2 separate regions of the Oryctolagus cuniculus genome follow, and region 2 is linked to region 1. Evidence: chromatin contacts called from public Hi-C data. All regions are on one chromosome and are shown on one strand. The core of a region is the stretch at or near the end of the contact, and the rest is flanking DNA. Distances in the headings are between cores, read along the strand shown.

Evidence for each region. Hi-C and Micro-C count contacts between places; a contact is called where the count stands out from the background.
Region 2: a contact with region 1 is called in a Hi-C map of an unstated tissue, with 2.4 times the contacts expected there. The contact joins the promoter of HK1 here to the enhancer-like site in region 1. A contact is called at or near these places in 2 of 6 Hi-C or Micro-C datasets (skin fibroblasts and an unstated tissue).

What each region holds. Positions count from the first base shown.
Region 1 is chr15:61,010,986-61,013,890 of mOryCun1.1, reverse strand. No RefSeq gene overlaps it. Among named protein-coding and RNA genes, the nearest start is that of HKDC1, 5.4 kb to the left of the region's middle. Within about 2 kb of position 1,615, at least 1 of the 8 cell types and tissues checked has an H3K27ac peak or open chromatin away from gene starts, as enhancers often do.
Region 2 is chr15:61,066,144-61,069,385 of mOryCun1.1, reverse strand. It overlaps HK1 (hexokinase 1), which reads right to left and starts at 1,749. Exons shown (of 21, transcript XM_070057777.1): 1 at 1,386-1,749. It overlaps HKDC1 (hexokinase domain containing 1), which reads right to left. Exons shown (of 18, transcript XM_070057778.1): 18 at 2,841-3,242.

The DNA of each region.
Region 1 (2,905 bases), core at 366-2,865:
ATAAAAAAAAAGACTGAAATGGCACCTACGTGACACACTTGCTAAAGCCCACAGAACTGCATCGCACAGAGACTGAACTTCAATGCCTGTGAATTTTAAAACAAATCACATGTATAGTTGGGTATGCAATGTAGACTGTGACCAAAGAATCTGACCATATCATAAATGGCTAAGATAGTCTCACTGAAGGGGACAGAGCAAAAAGTTGCAGATCTAAGTAATTTTGGAAAGGAGGGGAATTGGTGAGAATGACAGCAAAAAGGAAGTAACTCTATGTGGTACTGTACTCTGGATGATAAAGATGATAAAGTTTTATCCCAAATGCATGGCTTAACAATTTAACAATGCATACTAGAATTGAACAATTAAGTAAATGGGATGATGGATACAAGATTTCTCATTGTTGGTTTCAGACAAGAGAGAAGGCCAGCATGACCCACGTCACTAGATCAGACTTGTAGACAGCAGTAGAAACTCATGTCTAGCTTAATAAATAGAAGGACACATACCTATGCTTGCACAAGCATTCTCAGACATGAGAATGCCCACAGGCTGGTATACACATACGTATCTCCTTGCTGTGTCTGCTGGGAGGCACTAGAAGCAGGATGCTCAGCGGCAACAAGCATACTCAGTGCTCAGAACTTGGTTTCTAGTATCATTCTGGGAAAAAAGTTTTTGAAGGAACTAAATTCATACAAAATAACTCCAGAGCACCTTTATAGTGCCAGAAAGTGAATTCCACCAAAATATGGTGCCCTGGTTTGCTGATGATTTTAAATAAAAGGCCCTCAGATAGCAGCAGATGGAGGAAGATACTTGTTCTGACATCCTCGCATCTGCCTAAAGGATGGACCACCAAAGAAAACCACCACCTTTGGTCTTGTCCCTGAGCTTCAGGAAACAAACTCGTATCTGCATAAGATTAAAGGATATAACCACCCCCAGACAGATTCTGTCACAAGTGATTGCCTGTTTCCTAGGCCCACTCAATTCCATAGAATCATCTATAGACTATGGTCTAAGCACTGGGCCCAGGCACTCACTACAATCATTTACTGCCCCTCAAAATGGACACATTCCCCATTTCCCTCTCCCTCTGAAGAATTCATAAGCATTTGGACCTCACCAGGTTACTGGATAACCACACAACTGTGATTGCTATCCAGCCAAGCACATTAGGTTAAATTTGTTTACCATTTCTCCTATTAATCTATCTACAGTCAGTTAATGCCAACAAATCTTCAGAGGGTGAAGGGTAGCTCTTCTTTTACCTCTATGAAAGCAAGGAAATGATCAAAAACCAAAATATCAAAATGACAGGAACATGTCGAAGGGACACAGGAACCAAGTGAAAAGTTCTCAATAACCGAAGCCAGAACAATTCGAGCAAGAGATAAAGATTACTGGAACACAATCCAAAGTATAAAGTACATTTCCCATTACCTACACAGATAGATACAAATAACTCAATAAACATGTAAAGGCAGGCGAGACAAATCTCCCATGCAGAACCTCTAATCATTCACACAGATTCTCCATGCTCACAGAGGCAGAACGTGACGCACACTGTGGCTTCCTTCCAAAGAGTCCACAGTGGAGAAACCGGATAAACCACTCCAAGGCAGATCAAGGTCAGCACCGGCAGTGTTAAGTCACGCTGACAGTACACACTCTTGACATAGTATGACAGAATGGCACTTTCCCTCTGTGTTCTTCCTCCCCAAAAGGGCTGGGTGTTGTGATGCAGCAGGTTAGGCCACCACTTGGGATCCCCCAATCCCACATGCATGGCAGTTGGAGCCCCACCTTCTCCCCTTCCAATCCAGCTTCCGGCTAATGGGCCTGGGAAGGCAGTGCATGATGGCTCAAATCTTCTTGGGTCCCTGCCACCCACATGGGTGACCTGGATGGAGTTCTTGGCTTCTGGCTTCAGCGGGCATTTGGGGACTGAATGAGCAGACTGAAGATCTTATTCTTTGTCTCTATCACCCTGCTTTTCAAATAAATAAATCTAAAAAAAAAAAACCAAAAAAACAAAAAAAACCAAACACCTCATCTAATCATAGGGAAAACATTTGACAAGTCCCAATTGAGGCAGTCTACAGAATATATGACTAGCACTCGTCAAAGCTCTCAAGGTCACCAAAAACATGGAACCTGGGAAACTCACAATCAAAAGGAGCCTGAGGAGATAAGACAACTACATGTGACGTGGTGTCCTGGACAGCAACCCAGAGCAGATAAAGGACATCAGAAACCTGAGAAAATCCAAGTAATCTGTAGACTTTCTTTAAAGCCTGAACCCATCTCAAAAGCTTTTTTTCCTTACCATTGTTTTGTCCATAAAGATTATGGTTTTCTGTATGCAACTGATCCATTTTTTTTTTTTTTTTTTTTTAAGATTCATTCATTTGAAAGGCAGAGTTATAGAGAGGAGGGAGAGACAGAGCTCTTCCATCTGTTGGTTCACTCTCCAAATGGCTTCAATGACTGGAGCTGGGCCAGGAGCCAGGAACTTCTTCCAGGTCTCCCACTTGGGTAGTAGGGGCCCAGGGACTTGGACCATCTTCTGCTGCTTTTCCAGTTGCATGAGCAGAGAGCTGGACTGGAAGTCGAACAGCAGGGACTCAGATTGGCGCCCATATGAGATGCAAGTGTTGCAGGTGGCGGTTTAACCCACTTCACCACAACACCAGCCCTACTCCACTGTCTTAAATGATAGGCACTTAGAGCATAGTGATAATTCAGAAACATAAACATCATCTTCTCTGTTTGAGGTGTATAAGTACATATTCTTTCCCTCTCTTTTTGGAGGGTCACAGAAAGAGAGCAAGTACACACATGCTCCCACCCAGGGGCTGGTTTATTCCCTAAATGCCTGTAACAGCTAGGGTATGTGTAT
Region 2 (3,242 bases), core at 500-2,999, 55 kb before region 1:
GTGGAGCCTCCATTGCCCCAGGTGTTTCTGGGGCTGGCCCATGCAAAGACACAAGACAGCTGCCAACTCCAGAGTTCCGGTTCTGGTTCAGAGATTCTATGATGCTGTCAATTACTTGGAATGTACAGAGTTGCTTGGATACCTCGGGCTCCTTGTACAAGTCGGAGAGCAGAGCTGGGAGAGAAGTCGTGTGGGTGACCTGCTCCCACCTGCCAAGCATGTGCTCGGGCACCAGGTCATGGGAGACCCAGTGGCCCACACCCTGATTCTGTAGGCCAGATCTTCCATTCAGGAAGAACAGGAGAGAGAGAGAGACACCCCCAGGAGGGGCGGGCATTGCGGCCCAGTGGGTTAAAGCTGCCACTTGAGAGGCACACACCCCCTATCAGAGTGCTGGTTCAAGTCCTGGCTGCTCTGCTTCAGATTCAGCTCTCTACTTAATGCAGCCGGCAAGCAGATGATGGTTCCAGTACTTGAGCTCTGGCCTCCCACACGGGAGACCTGGATGGAGTTCCTGGCTCCTGGTTTCAGCCTGGCCCAGCCCCAGCTGTCATGGCCATTGGAGAAGTGAATCAACGGATGGAAGATCGAGCTCACTGGCTTGCGTGCACTTTCTCTCCTTCCATCTCATATAAATAAATCTTTTTCTTTCTTCTTTTTTTTTTAATTTTTTTATTTTTTGACAGGCAGAGTGGACAGTGAGAGAGAGAGACAGAGAGAAAGGTCTTCCCTTGCCGTTGGTTCACCCTCCAATGGCCGCTGCGGCCGGCACGCTGCAGCCGGCGCACCGCGCTGATCCGATGGCAGGAGCCAGGAGCCAGGTGCTTCTCCTGGTCTCCCATGGGGTGCAGGGCCCAAGCACCTGGGCCATCCTCCACTGCACTCCCTGGCCACAGCAGAGAGCTGGCCTGGAAGAGGGGCAACCGGGACAGAATCCGGCTCCCCGACCGGGACTAGAACCTGGTGTGCCGGCACCGCTAGGCGGAGGATTAGCCTAGTGAGCCGCGGCGCCGGCTTCTTTCTTCTTTTTAAGAGGGGGACCCCCTCCAGCAGAACCAGGAGACACAGGGACTGGACACTGAGGGTGTCTCACAAGGAAGACGGAACTGGAGAAATAGCCAGGATGGCCAGGTTTTCAGTTGACTAACACAGACGCTGATATGGACAAGCCTTTCCCCAAAGAGAATACAACCTCACAACACAAGGAAGATAAACACAGCGAGTCCACACATTGCTCCAGAGAGGTGGAACCTCAGACTACAAAGCAGGTAACTTTGGTAAACCAGGACCTGCTCACAGCATAGTTACCGTATACGCTCACCAAACGCAGAAGAGCCACCTGCCAGGGTCCTCGGCTCCCTCATCTGTCCCCAGGCCCAGCTCACCTCTCTGTGTTTTGGACTCAGGCTCCTCCACTCTCCGGGTGAACGTCCTGCTTCCGCAAACGGGGACACTCAGCGCTGGGAATCTTCACCTCCGGAAGAGGACGCCGACGCCGACAGCTCTTGTGGGGTGGGAGTGGCGGACAGATCAAGACCAGCCCAGAGCACCTCGGGCGCTGTTCTTTCCATCCCGGTCTTCACTTTTTTCAAAGCAAATTTCTCCAAAAGCTTCCTTATTCGATCATGCCTCCCTCCAATAAAAATGCAGTAAGGATGACACAGTGCTGGGTTCACTCGGGCAACTCAAACACATGTCTGACAAAGAGTCTACACTTGACTCGGCCGGCTTAGAAACTCATGCAGATAACTGTGACGACAGAGGCGGTCACAGGCAGTTCAGATAAAGAGGGGGAAGAGGGAGGAAGAGACAGAATGTTACTGGAGAAAGGGTCAGGGACAGGCCGACTCCACATAGTTCTGGGGTATGTGGGAGGGACCAACTTCCCCGGCAGTAGGGTCAGCTTGAAGGTCAGAAGGCCTTCCTCTTAAGATGCTGCTAGGAAAGTCTGCATCCCCAGCTCTATTCTCCATTCCAGCTTCCTGATAATGGGCGCCCTGGGAGGCAGCAGGTGATGGCTCAAGTAGCTGGGTCCCTGCCAACCATGTGGGAGACCTGGATTGAGTTCCTGGCTCCTGGCTTCAGCCTGGCCCAGCCCCTGCTGTTGCAGGCATTTGAGGAGTGAATGAACAGATCAAAGAACCCTCTCTGTCTTTGCCTTTCTTTTTTTTTTCTAATTTTTATTTTTTATTTTTTTGACAGGCAGATTTAGACAGTGAGAGAGAGAGACAGAGATAAAAGTCTTCTTTTTTCCATTGGTTCACCCCCCAAATGGCTGCTACAGCCAGCGCTGTGCCGATCCAAAGCCAGGAGCCAGGTGCTTCTCCTGGTCTCCCATGCGGGTGCAGGGCGCAAGGACCTGGGCCATCCTCCACTGCACTCCGGGCCACAACAGAGAGCTGGCCTGGAAGAGGAACAACCAGGACAGAACCGGTGCCCCGACCGGGACTAGAACCCAGGGTGCCAGCGCAGCAGGCGGAGGATTAGCCTATTGAGCCGCGGCGCTGGCCCTGTCTTTGCCTTTCAAAAGAGATGATAGACGGATACAAAGATAGCTGGATGAACAGATGCCTTCTAATCACGCTTAGCTGTTCAAACATGAACTAGAATTGTAGGATCACACGGTAAGTACACAGTCACAAGAAGTATTCAATAAAATGAAATGTGGATGATCTGTTAAGGATATTGTAGAAGATATTCCATGAATTTTCCCCTGTTGGTATGAAGCTGGGACTAAGGAGATCTTGAGCTCTTGCCAAGCCCATGGGTCCCTTATCTTATCCACCAACAGAGTGTGGGGTTACCAACGAGCCTCTCAGAAGAAACAGCCATACCTCATATCAAGCTTCTTAGGAAATCAAGTATTTTTATTCATTTACTGGATTTCATATACCTTGCAGTCCTTAAAACAACTACCAACAGCAGCCACACAAGCCACATGTGAAATGGCAAACAGATGCCCCGGACAACACCCCGCTCCGTCACACACTCAGGAAGGAAGAAAACCCCACAGGGCGCTGACATGGCTTGCCTGAAGCATGACAGGAATTCCTGCAGGGCCCCATGGCAACCAAGCCCTGGGCTTCCTGGGGCTGGACACTCAAAGGCTCCTCCTTCACTTGGATGTCGACTTGACAAGTTAAAGACACCTTACACTGAGTCCCTCTCCCTCTCAATGTTCATCCACAGTTGAGGGCCCAATCAGAAAAAGCGGCAGCTTACACATCACGGCAGGGCCTCAG